Linked DNA regions of Lactuca sativa: region 2 is linked to region 1. Evidence: chromatin contacts called from public Hi-C data. All regions are on one chromosome and are shown on one strand. Each heading gives the region's core, a stretch centred on a gene start, on an enhancer-like site or on the middle of the called end of the contact. The rest is flanking DNA. Distances are from core to core; before and after follow the strand shown.

Region 1 (5,002 bases), core at 1,813-4,312:
CACGTGGTTTGTTCATGTGCTGTACCAATTCATAGATTCGGTTGAGAATTGGCACATCACCTTCTTCTGCTTCATCTGCTTCGAATCAACTCGGCCGACTCACAATCGCTTCTTCCCTAATTCGGGAAGGAAGGTGGTGACGGAAGGACCTTTGGAACTCCACCAACATCGGCAGCAGTGGATGCATACATCGATTGACACTGACTTCATTCTCTCCTTTAGAAACCTTCCATGCCCGTTGCGATCTCCGACGCTCCCCTTTCTTGCACCACAAGTCACTCCCCCATTCTCTCACCCTCCACCACCACCTGTCGTCGATGCCGTCATCACACTCACAACTTCAAAGGTACAATGATTCTCTATTTCTCCATTGGACATGCCTCCGTAAGTGGCTCTTCTGTCTGTCATTGGTCTACTTATTAACTTCATCTCAGTTCCCCGTATGCTATTTGGTTGATTTATTTTTGGGAAGAATAACTCTCTAATTTCTCCATTGGACATGCCTATAAAATGTCTGAGCTAGTTAAGGTATTCATTCCACTTTAATTTACTTGATTGAGTACTTGATTATATTTGATTTAGATTTTCTTGAATCATGTAATTTCTATGTACGCTTCAAATGAGGGTGGATAATTGGTCAAAAATTGTTCTATACCAACAAGTTTCTCTATATACAAACCCACTCTAATGGTTGTCGTTGATTTAGAAATGAAAATAGATTGCTATTTTTTGCATTTAGTTTTTTGACATAGCATCATTATTACAGCGCATTCAGTTGATGGAATAAGGGAGCATCCATGCTTCCAGACCACATAATGTTACGAAAATGGAACTTTTGCGATTATCTATATTTGTAATGAAAACGACATCTTTAGTATAACCACTCATGTAACAACCAAAACGAAAATGTGCAAAATCATAGTTTGTTACAGAAAGAAGGGACATACATCTTGACTGTATATCTACAATCCTTTTAACTTTACTATATGTAATGATTTTTAAATTATGTAAGGAAGGTTACTACACATCTAAGGCGTTAATAATGTGTTTTTTGCTACTTACGAAAAGTAGTGACATTTGGCACATAAAACCTTAGTTTGCTTTGGGCTCCGGACAAAATTATATTCCTTTCTTTTATAAATAAAGAGATATTAGGTGAAGGTGATGACACTAATGTTGAGATCCAAAAATAATAAATATTCTATCATTAATTTCAAATATATTGACATAAATCTTATTTGTAAAATTGTAATAGAATGTAATTTGAATTTTAGATTTTTGACATTTCAGATTTGTTACAATAGTTGTGAAAAAAATCCTAACCTATGCAACCTCTTCACTAGTTCTCATTAATCTTGCAAATACAATACAAAGGAATATTTATACTACATGCATGGGCCGACTATACAAGGCTAATAAGTAATAAATGGGCTGTACATATAACGGCAAAGAGCTTCACCAAGCCTCTACCCATACCTTGTTTTTTACCTGCAAAACCAAGCTTGTCGTTTGCCAACCTTAGTTTATGGCCATGTATAGAACTAATGTTTAGTCTAGCAAATCTATCATGGTCTAATGGTTGTTATGTAAAAGTGTTATCTATTCATACACCTTGTATCTTGTCACTTATTTCATGAATGAAATCCTTAATTAATAGATACCTCCTCACACCTCAAGTCCTCATATGTTTTTGTTTTTTTAATCGATCAAACTCCATCATCCGTTTTGTATATGTGATCCCTATCACTGTAGCAGGTGAATAACGTGTATATGGTGTGGCTCATTCAGAGAATGACATGACTGTTTTAGTGTTTTGCTGTGCATGGATCGAGAATATGGGAATGGATCGATCATGGATGCTGTATTTATATTTTGCTGTGATAGATCAGCCATCAGTAATTTAAAAACTAATATGGATGGGGGGTTTAGTTCAGGATAGTTGTGATTAATTTGTATGCCGAATGATTTTCATGTCTGATTGCAATTTGGATGCCGAATTGTTTTTTGGGGTTGGTATTTATATTGTTATTAAAACGTCAAACGATTGCTACATAAATAGGATATTATAAAAAATATAGTGGTTGAAGTTAACGCTTCTTCGTGTTAATTAAACATTACTATAATCCAATGTTTTAAAAACCGGTTTTTTAATTGAACAGGTCGGATGATGTTTTCCGGTTTAACCGGTTCTGTATTTTTATATGTTTTTAATTATCCTACGTAAATAGAATACAACATATAAAAACAATTATTATAGAAGTCAAAATCAATCAAAGAAACCCAAAACAAACACAAAAATCCAAGAATGTCCGGTTCAACCCGGTCCATTCTGGTTCAATTCAGCCGGTTGAACCGTTTTTTTACCAAAACCGGCCGGTTCAATCCGGTCAGAAAATCATTATCAAACCGGTTTAAATCGAACCGTCCTCACCTTCGGTTCCCGGTTCGAACCGGTTTTTAAAACACTGCTATAATCCACAGAAAAATACCAATAAATTGTTGTTTCTCGAATTTTACAATTTTGAAAATGCTCAAACACAAAAGTTGTAAACAACCCAACAAACTATAATTGAGATTCCTACAAGGAAAGTCACTAAAAAAAGCTGATCTTACTATCCTAGTTATCCAAATTTGTATGAACATCTATCCATATACATATTTTAAGCAAAATATTACGGATATATATACACAATACAGGAAGAGAATACAATCAATATATAAAACAAAAATAAAAGATTCTAATTCTTTCATGATAACATATGATAAATAACATTTCAATGAGACATTGGAGATGGGGCGGTGTGAGTCATCATCACACACAGTGTTAACGTTTCTCTCTCAGTCTCTCTGGACACGTGTGTGGCCAATATATCGCCAGCTACGTCAGTGCTTTCTATTTTTATGGAGAAGGTAGCCGACCAAAGCGACGTCGCTGTCAATTTGCAGTAAAAAACGACTTCATTTCCATTATTATGCACTGGACGGCGATAAAATACACACATTTTTCTCATTGATACCCCACAATTTATTCCTATTTATAACCACTCCACCACTGATCTCCACCACCACACTCACTACAAACGTAATTTTTCAGTGATCAGAGTACCAGAGAGAAACAACAATGGAGGGAAAGGAAGAGGATGTTCATTTGGGAGCTAACAAGTACCGGGAAAGACAACCCATTGGGACGGCGGCGCAGGTACCAGATAAGGATTACCAAGAACCACCACCGGCTCCGTTCTTTGAGCCGTCGGAGCTTACTTCCTGGTCGTTTTACAGAGCCGGGATTGCCGAGTTTATCGCTACTTTTCTGTTTTTATACGTCACCGTTTTGACGGTCATGGGAGTTGTTAAGTCGCCGACCAAGTGCTCCACCGTTGGTATCCAAGGCATCGCATGGGCCTTCGGCGGCATGATCTTCGCACTCGTCTATTGCACAGCCGGAATCTCAGGTATATCACTTTCTAACAAAAGAATTAATCTTTATTAATTATTCGGAGTAATTAACAATGAATTTGCAGGCGGGCATATTAATCCGGCGGTGACATTTGGGTTGTTTCTGGCGAGAAAACTGTCGTTGACCAGGGCGTTGTACTACATGGTGATGCAGTGTCTTGGCGCCATCTGCGGCGCCGGTGTCGTTAAGGGGTTCGAAGGAAGCAAACAGTATAAGCTACTCGGCGGTGGCGCAAACACGATCGCACACGGTTACACCAAGGGCGACGGCCTCGGTGCTGAAATCATCGGCACATTTGTCCTCGTTTACACTGTATTCTCCGCCACCGACGCCAAGCGCAGCGCCCGAGACTCCCATGTTCCGGTACGAACTAGTTCAACTCTTAAATCACCAATCTTCTAATAAAGACAACGATTTGAAAATGGGTTTTGTGTTGATTTTTCAGATATTGGCGCCGTTGCCAATTGGGTTTGCCGTGTTTTTGGTGCACTTGGCCACCATTCCGATCACCGGAACTGGAATTAACCCGGCAAGGAGCTTGGGAGCTGCCATTATTTTCAACCAGGACCACGCATGGAATGATCACGTAAGTATTCCACCTCCGTTTATATAAATATAATGCTGATTTAAATACAAGATCATATGAATAATGTTTTGATAAAGATTTGTTGTTTTTGTGTTTGTGGGAATGCAGTGGGTATTCTGGGTCGGACCTTTCATCGGAGCAGCACTTGCGGCATTGTACCACGTAGTGGTGATCAGGGCCATCCCATTCAAGAACAAATGAGGAAGACGACGATCCTTTTGTTTTTTTGTTTTTGTTTGTAAAATGTATGTAGTAGTTGTAGTGGTTTCCTTTGTTTTTCTAATAATTCCATAAGAATCCATTTGAGAATTGAGGTGGATGAGTCTCTTTGGGGTTCCACATCAAAGTATTTGTGGGCTTATCTTGTACTTTTCTGTAAATTTATTCTCTAAGCTGTTGAAATACTTATCTTCATATACGAATTGTTTAGATATATGCTTATCTCTATTTTAAATTGATCTTTATCTTTTGTTTGGTATATAAAACAACTATAACCGTTTTCTTCTCATCAATGAGAAACGTAGCTTTTTTTATTCTTCTCTGCCATATTTCACATAGTATAAGAACGGGTCTGATATTACCTAAGCCACAACAGGACCTGTTGACGCATCTTCATCAAAGACACACATTGATATCATGTATCGGGTCTGGTTTTCCTCACCCCGGTTGATCATCCTCGCCAGAATTTTGTTGGAAAAAACTTACTCCATGACAGAAATTACAGTGACTAGTAATTACAATGACTGACAAATGCATTAATTGTTTGCCAAAAACAAGTTTGGTTTCGTTGATGGCACAATGTCGATGCCAAAAGATTTTGATGAATTGGAGGAGATGCAATGCAATGGTACAAGGATGACTTGTGAGTTCAATGGAGAAAGATATCAAGAGCAGTGTAAATTATGCGGCTATTGCACACGACATTTGGGTGGATCTTGAAGAGCGTTTTGGAAAAGAAA
Region 2 (5,285 bases), core at 2,296-4,795, 190 kb after region 1:
TGATCTTGACTCCATTCTTTGCCTGATTTGTGACACGATTATAGAAACTGCTAATCATATTTTTTTACTTTCCTGTTTGCTGTAAACATTCAAAATCAATTGGGGAGATCGTGGCGATCAAACAATCCCAATGTCACTAACTACTCAAATTGTATGGCATGGGAGAATCAAACTCACACTACTATATTGCAAAAGAAGTGTCTTGATGAGGTTATTCTTGCCATGTTTTGAACAATTTGGAAATTTCGCAGTGACACAATATTTGGAGCGGCTAAGAATAAACTAGCTCCTCGCTATTCAGTATGTTGTTCAAAAAAAAAAAGGATGACACCTCTGAAAATCTAAAATTTTACGGCATTCTCTATTAAAAAATAGGGAAAGAAAATTCACACACACACACACACACACACACACATATATATATATATATATATATATATATATATATATATATATATATATAGAAGTAGGTTCAGTGGAAAATAAATAATTAGGGCAACATATGCCGGAACCAATGATCAAGTGACACGTGTCCATTTCTTTATTCATAAGCAATGTACTATGAAAGTTATTTATGTAGTTACACCAAAGTGATGTGTTGTCATGCTTTCAATGGTTCCAACATGTGTTGCCCTAATTATTTATTTTCCATATAACCCTTCCCTATATATATATTAGAATTTTTGATTTCTCAGATCAATAGTTGAAAGTTAGTGGTATTGACAACAAAAATTAGTGATACTAACTTTCACATAGTTTAGTAAATGAGAAACCAAAAATTCTATCACATGTTAATTTGTGATAGATGAAGAACGAAATGATGTATTTTGTATATGATTCCAAAATCCATCTCCTTACACCCAAATAAAGCTCATTTCATTATAAAGATAAGATTGTCAACCTGAAGTCTAGGTAAGCCATTAGCATCACACCAAACCTTGCTTAGGACTTCTAGGTAGGGATGAGCATCGGAACCGGATACCCGCTTTTGGAACCGGAACCGCCTCAGAACTGACGGTTTTGGAACTGGAACCGCTTAAAGCGGTTCCGGTTCCTAAAGTTATGGAACCGCCTTAAGTGGTTCCGGTTCCAGTTCTCATTTTTTCGGAACCGCTACCCGCTGGGTACCTGTCGGAACCGGTTTATATATATATATATATATATATATATATATATATATATATATATATATATATATAATTTCATATAAATGTGTGTTACTTAGACCGGTTTAGAATATATTGATCTGATTTTGTCCGTCTTTGGTCCGCATTGATTTGATTTGGATCGAACTAAATTACGGTTTTGTCGAAAAAAATTAACAAAATTAATGTGACCGGGTTACCCGTTCCCGAAACCGGAACCGCCGGTTCTGGGACTGGTTCCAAACATTTAAGAACTGCTTAGAGCGATTCTGGTTCCGGTTCTAACTTTGTAGGAACCCCCGGTTCCGGTTCTCGCCAAATGAGACGGTTACCCGCCTATGCTCATCCCTACTTCTAGGAGAAAGTTTACAATCAAGCCTACATCTAGCTTGTCAAAAGGGTAAATGTTCTCATTGCAAATAAGCCAATGTCTAGATAATAAAAAGAAAGTGTTCAAATCCATCAATGTCTACCTTATAAAAAATGAAAAATATTATAAGTGTCAAATAAACTAATATCCACCTAATAAAAGAAAAAAATGTTTATGTTATCAAATAAATCCACAATATATTTATAAAAAAGGAAAAATGTTTCTATTTTCATTTTCTAGACAACATACAATATTCCAACACCTTGGGAAACAAGTCTTCATGTATGCAAAAGCTTACATATAGTATTTCAGAATTGATAAATGTTAAAAATAAAAGACAAAATTGCAAAAATGGTCCCTATGGTATGCATATTTTTGGGGTTTTAGTCCAAACTCCGACTTTTTTGGCTTCATGGTCCTTTTAAGCTAGTTTCATTGTAGATTTGGTCCCTCGGTAAATTGAAATTACTTTAATACCCTTAGGTATTTATTTTCTATTTCTAAATTCATTTTTTTAAAGTTTTAATAATTATTTATTCATTTTAAGAATTAAAAAATGAAAGGGCTCTCTCTCTCTCTCTCTCTCTCTCTCTCTCCCCTTTACCGGTGACACAACACAAACGCTACTGCACCCCTTACCATTACCTCTGCCTTTTTAAACTTTCTTCTCCACCCTTAAGAGGCTTATCTCCTGCATAAGTTGAACCAAATAAGAGATGATGACATGTGAAGCAATAAACGAAATGTTAAGGGATTAACCTGTGTGGAGCTCTTCATCCCTACCGGCTACACATTACAGGCAAAGCATTAGGGGAGGTGGAGGTCCTCATGCCTACCACCGCTATCCGATAACTCCTACTTCCAGTATTGATGCATCAGCTTTCTGATTTTTCCCTCCAGGTAACTCCTTATTCCATCATCAATTCCTAAAGGGTTTGCTATTATTGGCGTTTTTTGATGCTTAGCTTGAAATAAAATGGTAGAGAAGGAAGCCCTAGATTTCGAAAACTTGGATTGATCTTGAATTTCTGGTACCAAAGCTCATGTCGGCAATGAGATATGACCTATACTTCAAAACGTTGGGATCACTTGCTCAAACATTGACACCAAATCCCATCCCCAAAAATTAGAGATTTGTAGTTTCAACAAAAGAGGGATAACAGGATCATGGTTTATCAGGCAACGGGTTGGGGAACAAGAAGATGGGTGGGGTTTTTCCGTTCTTTACTGACGAGAGAGAGAGAGAGAGAGAGAGGGAGAGAGAGAGAGAAAGAGAGAGAGTTTTTGAGGTCTCTAATCGTAATAGTTTGTGCAACTACCGTCTTCGTTGACCTATTGTTCATCATTTTTCCTAGTCGATCCAATGTTCATCTTTTTTTTTTTGAACCAGGCCTTCAATCCAAAAACAATGGTAAGAAAGGGAAGCGTTGGGGAAGAAAAAGATGGGGTGCGGTTTTTTTATTCTTTGCTGACGAGAGAGAGAGAGAGAGAGAGAGAGAGAGAGAGAGAGAGAGATCCATTTTCTGTATTTTTTATTAATTATAAAATAGTTAAAAAGGAAAGAAAATGAAAAATAAATATATTAAGAGTATTTTAGTATTTTCAATTTAGGGAGGGAGCTTTTCCACATACAAACTAGCTCAAAAGGACTACCAATCCAAAAAGTCAATGTTTGGTCTAAACCTCAGAAAAAATACATACCATATGGATATTTTTGCAGTTTTGTCAAAATAAAAATAAAAAACTAAATGAAAAGGATAACATGATATTTTACAAGCTTGACACGAATCGAATTCACATTCACAATAAGCCAAATAAAACAAGCCACAAAGACAATTTCTACATTTTTCTCAAAAATAATTTCAAATTCATTTAAAATTTTATCAACCAAATATTAAATAACATTTTAATCATCCTAAATTCAAAAAGAAAAAAGAAAAGAAAAAATCTCACAAAAATCCAGCAATGCAATTGCAATTTGCAAACTCCTGTTAATTGTTATCGTATATGGGCCTTCGTTTTTATTTGATAGCCAGAAGCCCAGAACAAAACACAATCTCTCCGTTCCAGATCAGTACGCTTCCTAAACCCTAGCACATCTGTTCTCTCTCTGTTTGCCGTCCGGCACTACGAATCTCAGTTTCTCCGATCAAAGAACAGTCGGAAAGTCTGAAAGCATGGCGTCGGCGGATCAAACAGTGCTGCAGTTCGTACCTTTGTCTACCAGCCTTTCAGCCAAGGTTCATCCTCTTGTGATATTCAATATCTGTGATTGTTTTGTGAGACGACCGGACCAAGCTGAAAGAGTCATCGGAACGCTTCTTGGATCCGTTCTTCCTGACGGCACGGTGGATATTCGTAATTCGTATGTCGTCCCTCACAATGAATCGTCTGACCAGGTTAGCTTTAAATTAACATACTTTGTGCTTTTTGGTGCTGTGTCAAGTATTGTTAGCGCAGAAGTATAATTGTTGATTTACTAGAAGAAAATAATAATAATGCCTATCAGCAGCAAGGTCCTCTATGTAATCTTAGTTGTGATATTCAACAGAAGTTAGAGGTGGACAGCCTTGATTTTAAATGAAATTAAAATGATGAAAGTTATCTGTCAAAAGCTTAAGCTATAGCGAACTGTCATCCGACAGTTATTTCATATTCTCTTTTATCATTTTGCTAGGTTGCTCTGGATATTGATTATCATCACAACATGTTGTCGTCTCACCAAAAAGTGAATCCAAAAGAAGTTATTGTTGGATGGTAATTTCTCTTCAAATGTGCCTTAACTATTGTCAATTTACACTTGTTTCTCACTTTACTTATTGTCATCCCATGTCTTGCTATTTGATTTTTCCATTACCTAAAGTTGAAAATGATAACTGTTTGTTACTTGACTACGTTATTTCAATTGTTTTTTGCTTCCTAGACTTGTTGTATTGTTCAAGTGGGACTCTAATTATTATGACATTACATGTGAGCTTCCTTCAATTGCTTCCTAGATTAAGGCAATAAGGTGGGTCTTCATATGTGAAACACATTCTGGCAGCCTGAAAAGACAAAAAATAGGAATATTCGTCTTACAGGAATGACAAAGAAGAGAGCATAGAAAAGAATTAGTATCATGTTGCTTTTATTGTTTCACACACGTATTATTTATTACTGTGTTTTACTTATATCCACTATTAGCTCTATAATATGTCTCTTCCCAAAACCGTGTTAACACTATCAACTTATCTAATATAACCATTCTTTATTATGATAAAAATTGATGACAGTGATGAGATTTATTTACCCAATGTGATCTGAAAACTATGTAGGTTTTCAACTGGATTTGGGGTGACAGGTGGCAGTGCTCTTATCCACGAGTTCTATTCACGAGAAGTTACAAACCCTGTTCATCTGACTGTGGACACTGGATTCACAAATGGGGAGGCTTCCATTAAAGCTTTTGTATCTGTGAACCTCTCTTTGGGAGACCAGCAACTTGCTGCTCAGTTTCAAGAAATCCCTCTCGATCTCCGTATGGTTGAAGCTGAACGTGTTGGATGTATGTCTCTTTTAACACACCCACATTCTACTTTCATTGATCTGTTTGCGAATTGGCACATCTTTAATACTAAACATATGATGTTGATGATGATGATGATGATGATGTTTGTGCATTGTGATTGTAGTTGAGATTCTGAAGAGCACAGCAGTTGACAAACTCCCAAGTGATATGGAAGGCATGGAAGCCAGTATGGAACGCTTGCTAGCTTTAATTGATGATACCT

What was found. Hi-C and Micro-C count contacts between places; a contact is called where the count stands out from the background.
Region 2: a contact with region 1 is called in a Hi-C map of bud, with 7 times the contacts expected there. The contact joins the promoter of LOC111901319 here to the promoter of LOC111901323 in region 1. A contact is called at or near these places in 2 of 4 Hi-C or Micro-C datasets (bud and leaf).

What each region holds. Positions count from the first base shown.
Region 1 is chr2:218,369,907-218,374,908 of Lsat_Salinas_v11, forward strand. It overlaps LOC111901323 (aquaporin PIP1-1), which reads left to right and starts at 3,063. Exons shown (of 4, transcript XM_023897179.3): 1 at 3,063-3,452; 2 at 3,522-3,820; 3 at 3,903-4,043; 4 at 4,152-4,457. The coding sequence starts at 3,122. The coding sequence ends at 4,244.
Region 2 is chr2:218,561,583-218,566,867 of Lsat_Salinas_v11, forward strand. LOC111901319 (eukaryotic translation initiation factor 3 subunit F) reads left to right here and starts at 3,546. Exons shown (of 6, transcript XM_023897176.3): 1 at 3,546-3,914; 2 at 4,193-4,272; 3 at 4,830-5,059; 4 at 5,187-5,285. The coding sequence starts at 3,693.